Linked DNA regions of Macaca mulatta: region 2 is linked to region 1. Evidence: chromatin contacts called from public Hi-C data. All regions are on one chromosome and are shown on one strand. The core of a region is the stretch at or near the end of the contact, and the rest is flanking DNA. Distances in the headings are between cores, read along the strand shown. Region 1 holds the start of GCFC2 (GC-rich sequence DNA-binding factor 2). Region 2 holds the start of MRPL19 (mitochondrial ribosomal protein L19).

Evidence for each region. Hi-C and Micro-C count contacts between places; a contact is called where the count stands out from the background.
Region 2: a Hi-C map of cortical neurons shows a contact between it and region 1, with 3 times the contacts expected there. The contact joins the promoter of MRPL19 here to the promoter of GCFC2 in region 1. A contact is called at or near these places in 2 of 14 Hi-C or Micro-C datasets (CD4 T cells and cortical neurons).

The regions. Positions count from the first base shown.
Region 1 is chr13:49,004,613-49,007,655 of T2T-MMU8v2.0, reverse strand. GCFC2 (GC-rich sequence DNA-binding factor 2) reads right to left here and starts at 1,624. Exons shown (of 17, transcript NM_001194347.3): 1 at 1,360-1,624. The coding sequence starts at 1,624.
Region 2 is chr13:49,076,546-49,079,749 of T2T-MMU8v2.0, reverse strand. MRPL19 (mitochondrial ribosomal protein L19) reads left to right here and starts at 1,410. Exons shown (of 6, transcript XM_001112069.5): 1 at 1,410-1,537; 2 at 1,729-1,846. The coding sequence starts at 1,435. It overlaps LOC144333998 (a long non-coding RNA gene), which reads right to left and starts at 1,836. Exons shown (of 3, transcript XR_013403154.1): 1 at 1,708-1,836.

The DNA of each region.
Region 1 (3,043 bases), core at 375-2,874:
TCTTTGGAATCCTTAATCATTTCTAACAGTCTAAAGGAGGTCCAAATCCCAAAAAGTTTGAGAAACACTATTCTAGAAGGCAAGAGAAAAAGCAACTCCTTACTTCAACGTTCATCTACAAAGTTTCACCAGAAAACAAATATAAAAGGTCATGAAAACTTTAGACAAATAGAAGGTCACAAGAAAGACCAAGAAATCACGAAGATCACAAACCTGGAGGACATTATGTTACCTGAAATAAGACAGGCAGAGAGAGACAAACACCACATGACCTCGCATATGTAATCTAAAAAAGTGGAAATCAGAAGTCACAGAAGCAGAGAGTCCAGCAGTGGTTAGCAGGGACTGGGATTGAGAGTGGTTGGGGAGATACTGGTCAAAGGGCACAACATTTTAATTAGACAAGACGAATTCTATTTTACAACACGGTGACTAAAGTTAACAACAACGCATTGCATACTTGAAAATTACTGAGAGTAGATATTAAGTGTTCTCATCACAAAAAAAGTAAGTACCTAAGGCAATGCAAATGTTAATTAGCTCCATTTAGTCACTGTAGACACATTTCAAACATCATGTTGTATGCCATAAGTATATACAATTTTTACTTCTCAATAAATTAATAAAAATCACTTTAATGAGAATAAAAAATAGTAGGAAGATTTTGGATCTCAAGACTAACCAAAAACCGTATTCCTCATTAAGCTACAATTCAAACTCAGAGCAGCACATTTTATGTAAACAACTTTATGCTGCCTTACATCTGTATTTAAGAACTCAAAGGTACTTCAAAATGACACTATATTTAACACCATTACTGGTACAATCTACAGTGACATGAATCTCTATCATGCTTCTTTGTGTTGTATATATTATTTTTAATAGTTGTTGCAAATAACTGGTGAAAAAAGAAAACAAGCAAAGGGGAATGTTCCAAAACCTAGATTCTTGTATTATTCTGGCTAAATGTTTTCAAGAAAGATAAGTTGGGCAAGTGTCTAAAAGGTACATATAACTTCTGCCTACTTAATAGTATTTGAAATTATTGAATTCTGTTGTGACAATTTAGGTTCTTCATAAACCTTGTGTTAGTTATAACTGGTGGAGTCATCTGATGGTGAAAACGAAGAGCCTCCCAACTGTACAGGATTGTTTTATCTCCCCCAAGGAGTCCAAAAGGTAGATGCAGGCAGCGGGCGAGTGCTCGAGCTGTTTTCTCGCTCACTACCTTCAGGACTTGGACTTAGCACGGCTGATGATCGGCAGCAAGTTACAGAACCCCCGGAGAAAGATCCAGAGACGCCGCGGCCCCTTCCCGCCCTGTGCCGTCACCTCCTTTCTTCCCCGCGTCACCCTGACGCGGGGGTTCGTCCGCGCGGGGAGCCGCTTCCTTGGCGCGCCGGGAGCTCGCCCAGACCCGGCCCCGGCCACGAGGGCCCCGAACCCGGTGAGGCCGTCCTGCCACCCGCGCGCGGCCTCCTCCAGAGGGCGGCCCTTCCTCCGCAGAACCTGGGGCCGCAACTTCTCTCGGCACCCCAGGCTCAGCAGGCGACTCCTCGGCGCCATCGCTGTCGCTGGAATTGGCAGCGCGCTGCCGAAAAGTCCTTTTCGGCCTGTGAGCCATGGCCGAGACCGAAGGGCCCGGAGCCCTATGACCCGGTGAACCCCAAGCCAGAGCTTCAGTGCCCGCCCCCAGCGCGCGCTCCCGCCTCTCCTGGTTGCCGAGTGCGCGCGCCCGTCCGCCAGCCTTCTACTACCCGCTTCTCTGTCTGCGCCTGCGTGATTTGCCTTCTTGGCTGTGGTTGGCCGAATTCTGTTCTGGGGTCTGGGTCTGTAGAGGCAAAGCGTTCCTTTTGCCAGTTTAGGTTGCGTGGACTGACATCTAGAGATTTCCACGGCCTCTCTGGGCTGAGTCCCACGGAGAGCAGAACTCACGTGCTCTCCTTGTGAATTAGGCTTTATGCTCTCCGTCCTGGACTGGAGCCAGATCCGTTGTCTTTTATTTTCCGGAGAAAGAGCCCCCTCCAACCAAGATGTAAAACAAACGAAACCCCAGTAGTGTGAGGCTCGGGGTAGAAGGAGATGCCTCTGAGAGAAAAACAGTAAAGTCTGTACATAAACAATGCATACAGACTAGCAAAAATCAAACGACTACTCTCAGGCAACAGAACTTCACGAGAAGTCCTGGTTAGTCCTGGTTAAATGCTTTCACCCTTAAGGAAAGTATCTAAAAACAAAAAAAGGCTATTGTCTGAGGCAAATTTGTACTATATTCATTAAGCTCTGTCTACAGAAAGGAAGCCTGCACCATAAATTTTGAGTGATTGATCGTTTTGGTAAAACCTATTGTTATTTGGGTGCCTCTGACTGTCTACATCTAGAGCAATTCATCCAGTTCATTTAATTCATCTTGCTGCAGTTGGTTCCGTGCTCAACGACGTTTCTGCCTCTGCTTTAGAGAACAAAGCTTTCTAAGGGCTTCACAGAAGTGGATATTTTAAGGGATTAAATCTCCAGACTCTCAGCTTTGTTAAATGAAAACCGTAAACAAATTAAACAGAGTTTAATTAAGCAAATCACACGCCCCCTAAACTAGACTAGGTTCAGGGAGGCTTTAAGCGTAGCCAGCCACCTAGTGGAAGATTTATGGATGGAAAAACAAAAGTGAGGTACAGAAAACAGAACTAAATATGTGTTAGAAGGACTCTGTACTTCTATATCTGAGTCCTCGTGGAGGAACGTTAACCTAACTTAACAGTGTGAATTCCAAAATTTTGAGACAGTTCTCAACTAATTTAGAAAGTTTATTTTGCCAAGGTTAATGACACACGCCCGTGACACAGCCTCAGGAAGTCCTGATGACATGTGACCAAGGTAGTTGGGGCACAGCTTCGGTTTATACATTTTAGGGAGACATGAGACATCAATCAATATATGTAAGATGTACGTTGGTTCCGTCCAGAAAGGTGGGGACAACTTAAGCAGGGAGGGGGCTTCCAGGTCACAGGAAGGTGAGAGACAAATAATTGCATTATTTTGAATT
Region 2 (3,204 bases), core at 161-2,660, 72 kb before region 1:
AAATTTGGGACATTAATACAACTGAAATGACTAATATGTAGTTAAATAATCACATTACTCTAAGTGTTCAATCCTTATACTGTGTCACCATTGCTAACAAATTCCAAATTTCTTTTTTTGTGTGTTTGTTTCTCTTTTTCTTTCCTTTTTTTTTTTTTCTTTTTTTTTTTGAGATGGAGTTTCACTCTTGTTGCCCAGGCTGGACTACAAAGGCACAATCTCAGCTCACTGCAACCGCTGCCTCCTGGGTTCAAGAGATTCTCCTGCCTTAGTCTCCCAAGTAGCTGGGATTACAGGAGCCTGCCACCAAACTAGGATACATTTTTTTTTATTTTTAGTAGAAACGGGGTTTCACCATGTTGGCCAGGCTAGTCTCAAACTCCTGACCTCAGGCGATCTGCCCACCTTGGCCTCCCAAAATGCTGGGGTTAAAGGCGTGAGCCACCGTGCCTGGCTATGTTTGTTTTGCAGAGGTAAGTTCTCACTATGTTGCCCAGGCTGGTTTCCAACTCATGGACTCAAGGGATCCTCCTGCCTCGGTTTCCCAAAGTGCTGGGATTACAGGCATACCTGGCCACGCCCAGTCATTTTCCAAATTTCTTAACAAGACTTTTCAGCTTTGCTTCTCCCACCTATCCATACCCACTGTTGCCCAGCCCAAATTCATTTGGGTTCCTCAAAGGGTTTAGGCTTTCTGTAGTCTCAAGGATTACGGGCCAGCAGTTCTGTCAGGAACTGTTCTATTCTCCTTTCTGTGCATTCAACAAAGAATTCATAAAATCAGCTGGGCGTGATGGTGCAAGACTGTAGTCGCAGCTACTCTGGAGGCTAAGGTGAGAGGACAGCCTGAGCTCAGGAGTTGGAGGCTGCAGAGCCATAATCCCGCCACTGCACTCCATCCAGCCTGGGCAACAGAAAAAGACCTTGTCTCAGAAAAACAAAACAAAACAAAATAAAAACAAAGAGTGAGGGCCCAGGTAGGTTCTAGGTGCTGGGATAAAACAGTGAGAAAAAAGAAGACTTTCTCCCTTCCCTTGCCTCATTATAGTATAATAGCAGATTTAAATACTAATCTAATAATTACACAAGAAAGAAAGAATTGCAAATGAGATCAGAGCTGCCAACAAAGGCATCTAGTGGGAATGAAGGCCTACAACGGGATTTTCACATAGCGAGAGCTTGCCTGAGAAGATAGAGTTGATCCAGAGAGGTAGGAAAGAGCTTTCTAGGCCGGGAGAACACCCCTGTGGAGGGGTGTAACTTAGCTCCTTATGGGGAACTAGAGAAATTTGCTCTTTTCCCAAGACATCAGGAAAGGAGCAGGGGGAGAGACTTATCTATTTTGTCCCACAGCAGCCGCCATCTAGTGGCACGCAGCTACAACCTCGTCGCGCTGATTACTGGGAGTTGTAGTCTTGACGTAAGCTAGCTGGCATGGCGTCCTGCATTGCAGCGGGGCACGGGGCTGCAATGGGCCTAGGTCGGAGTTTCCAAGCCGCCAGGACTTTGTTCCCCGCGCCGGCCTCTTTCGCCTGCAGTAAGAGGAGCGGGACTTGCGAGCTGGGGCGCGTTAGGGGCCCAGGGTCAGGATGGGGGAGGCGAGCCTGGAGATGAGAGGCAACCCCAGAGTTGGTCCTCCGTGGGACACCGGGTTGGGGGAGATTGCGGGGCTCTGCGGGATCTCAGGGCTGGCACTAGAGTCCTGACCTTCGTCGTCCGCTCCCGCAGGGGTCCACGCGGGGCCTGTCCGGCAGCACAGCACTGGGCCTTCCGAGCCCGGCGCGTTCCAGCCGCCGCCGAAGCCGGTCATCATGGACAAGCGCCGCCCGGCGGAACAGGAACGCAGGTGAGGCACTGCCCTGGCGCCAGGCCGGCAACTGGGGTCGGTGCGCGCTTGAGCGCGTTCGCGTTGGAGGTACTGGCTCTAAGGTGGGGGCTGCACCTTCACCTGCACGAACTGGTGTGTAGGATTCATGAACCCGTGCACCACAGTGTTCTGTCTTCCTCGCTTCTCCCCAAGCCAGCATTGAACTTCTTTGCAGTTTTATTGAGTCAGAACTTCAAGTAAGGATTCCCCATATTTTAAGCTCTTCTGTGGTATATGTCCTATACCAGAGTTTTTCTCTGAGGTACATCCTGTTTATACCTGTTTACGTCCAAGAGCCGTTCTTTTCTCTCAAAAGACCCCAACCCTGGATAGGAATAGATTGGCCAACTTAAAAAATTTGTTGTGGGTTAGGTTGGAAGTTTTGGCAGACAAGGCACAGTAAAAATTGCCTCTAAAGTGTGTCTGAAACTTATCAAAACAGTGTGAATAAAAACTAAAATGAATGGTGGTAATCTTGGAGGTGCATGTAAATTTAAAGTACTTAAGATCTGAAAAGAGAGCTTTGTAACAACCTTTTTAAAAAAACAGTTTTCAGAGGAAAAACCTGCTATGATTATAGGCTTCTTGAAAGGACTGTAGGTTGTTGATTGGTTTACCTCTGGGATTTTTTTTTTGTTTCCTAAATTTTTGAGATAGAGTGTGGTTCAGTCACCCAGCCTGGAGTGCAGTGGTGATCTTAACTCACTGCAGCCTCAAAACTCCTGGGTTCAAGTGATCCTCCCGCCTCAGCCTCCTGAGTAGCTGGAACTACAGGCACCACGCCTGCCCTTTTTATTTTATTTTATTTTATTTTTAACATTTAAAATATTCCACGGATTTAAATAGAAGTAAACTTGGAGTTAGATAACCTAGAAATTCAGAAAATATGTCCTTATAAAACTTTTTTTTTGAAGGTATTAATGGAATATCTCTTAAAGGGTGGCATTTAATAGAATTCACTTAAACAGGAATGTAAATGATATGTTCTGGAGAACGATTTGACAGAATTTAGTAAGTTTAAGTTGTGTATACCTTCTCACTCAGCACACAACCTAAACTCTTACATGTATGTACAAGGAGACAAGTACAAGAATGAATGTAAGTATTTTTTATAACAAAAATTTAGAGGCAGAATAGATAACCAACAGTAGGTGAATAGGCAAATGCATTCATATGACAGAATATTTATTGTACAGCAGTGAAAAGTGAATGAACTAGAACTAACTTTTAAACATGGATGATTTTCACAAATATGTGTGGGAAAAAACCTTTAGAATCATTAATGTAGTAGGATGCTATTTTTATGAAGTTTAAAACTATAGGCCAGGTGCAGTGGC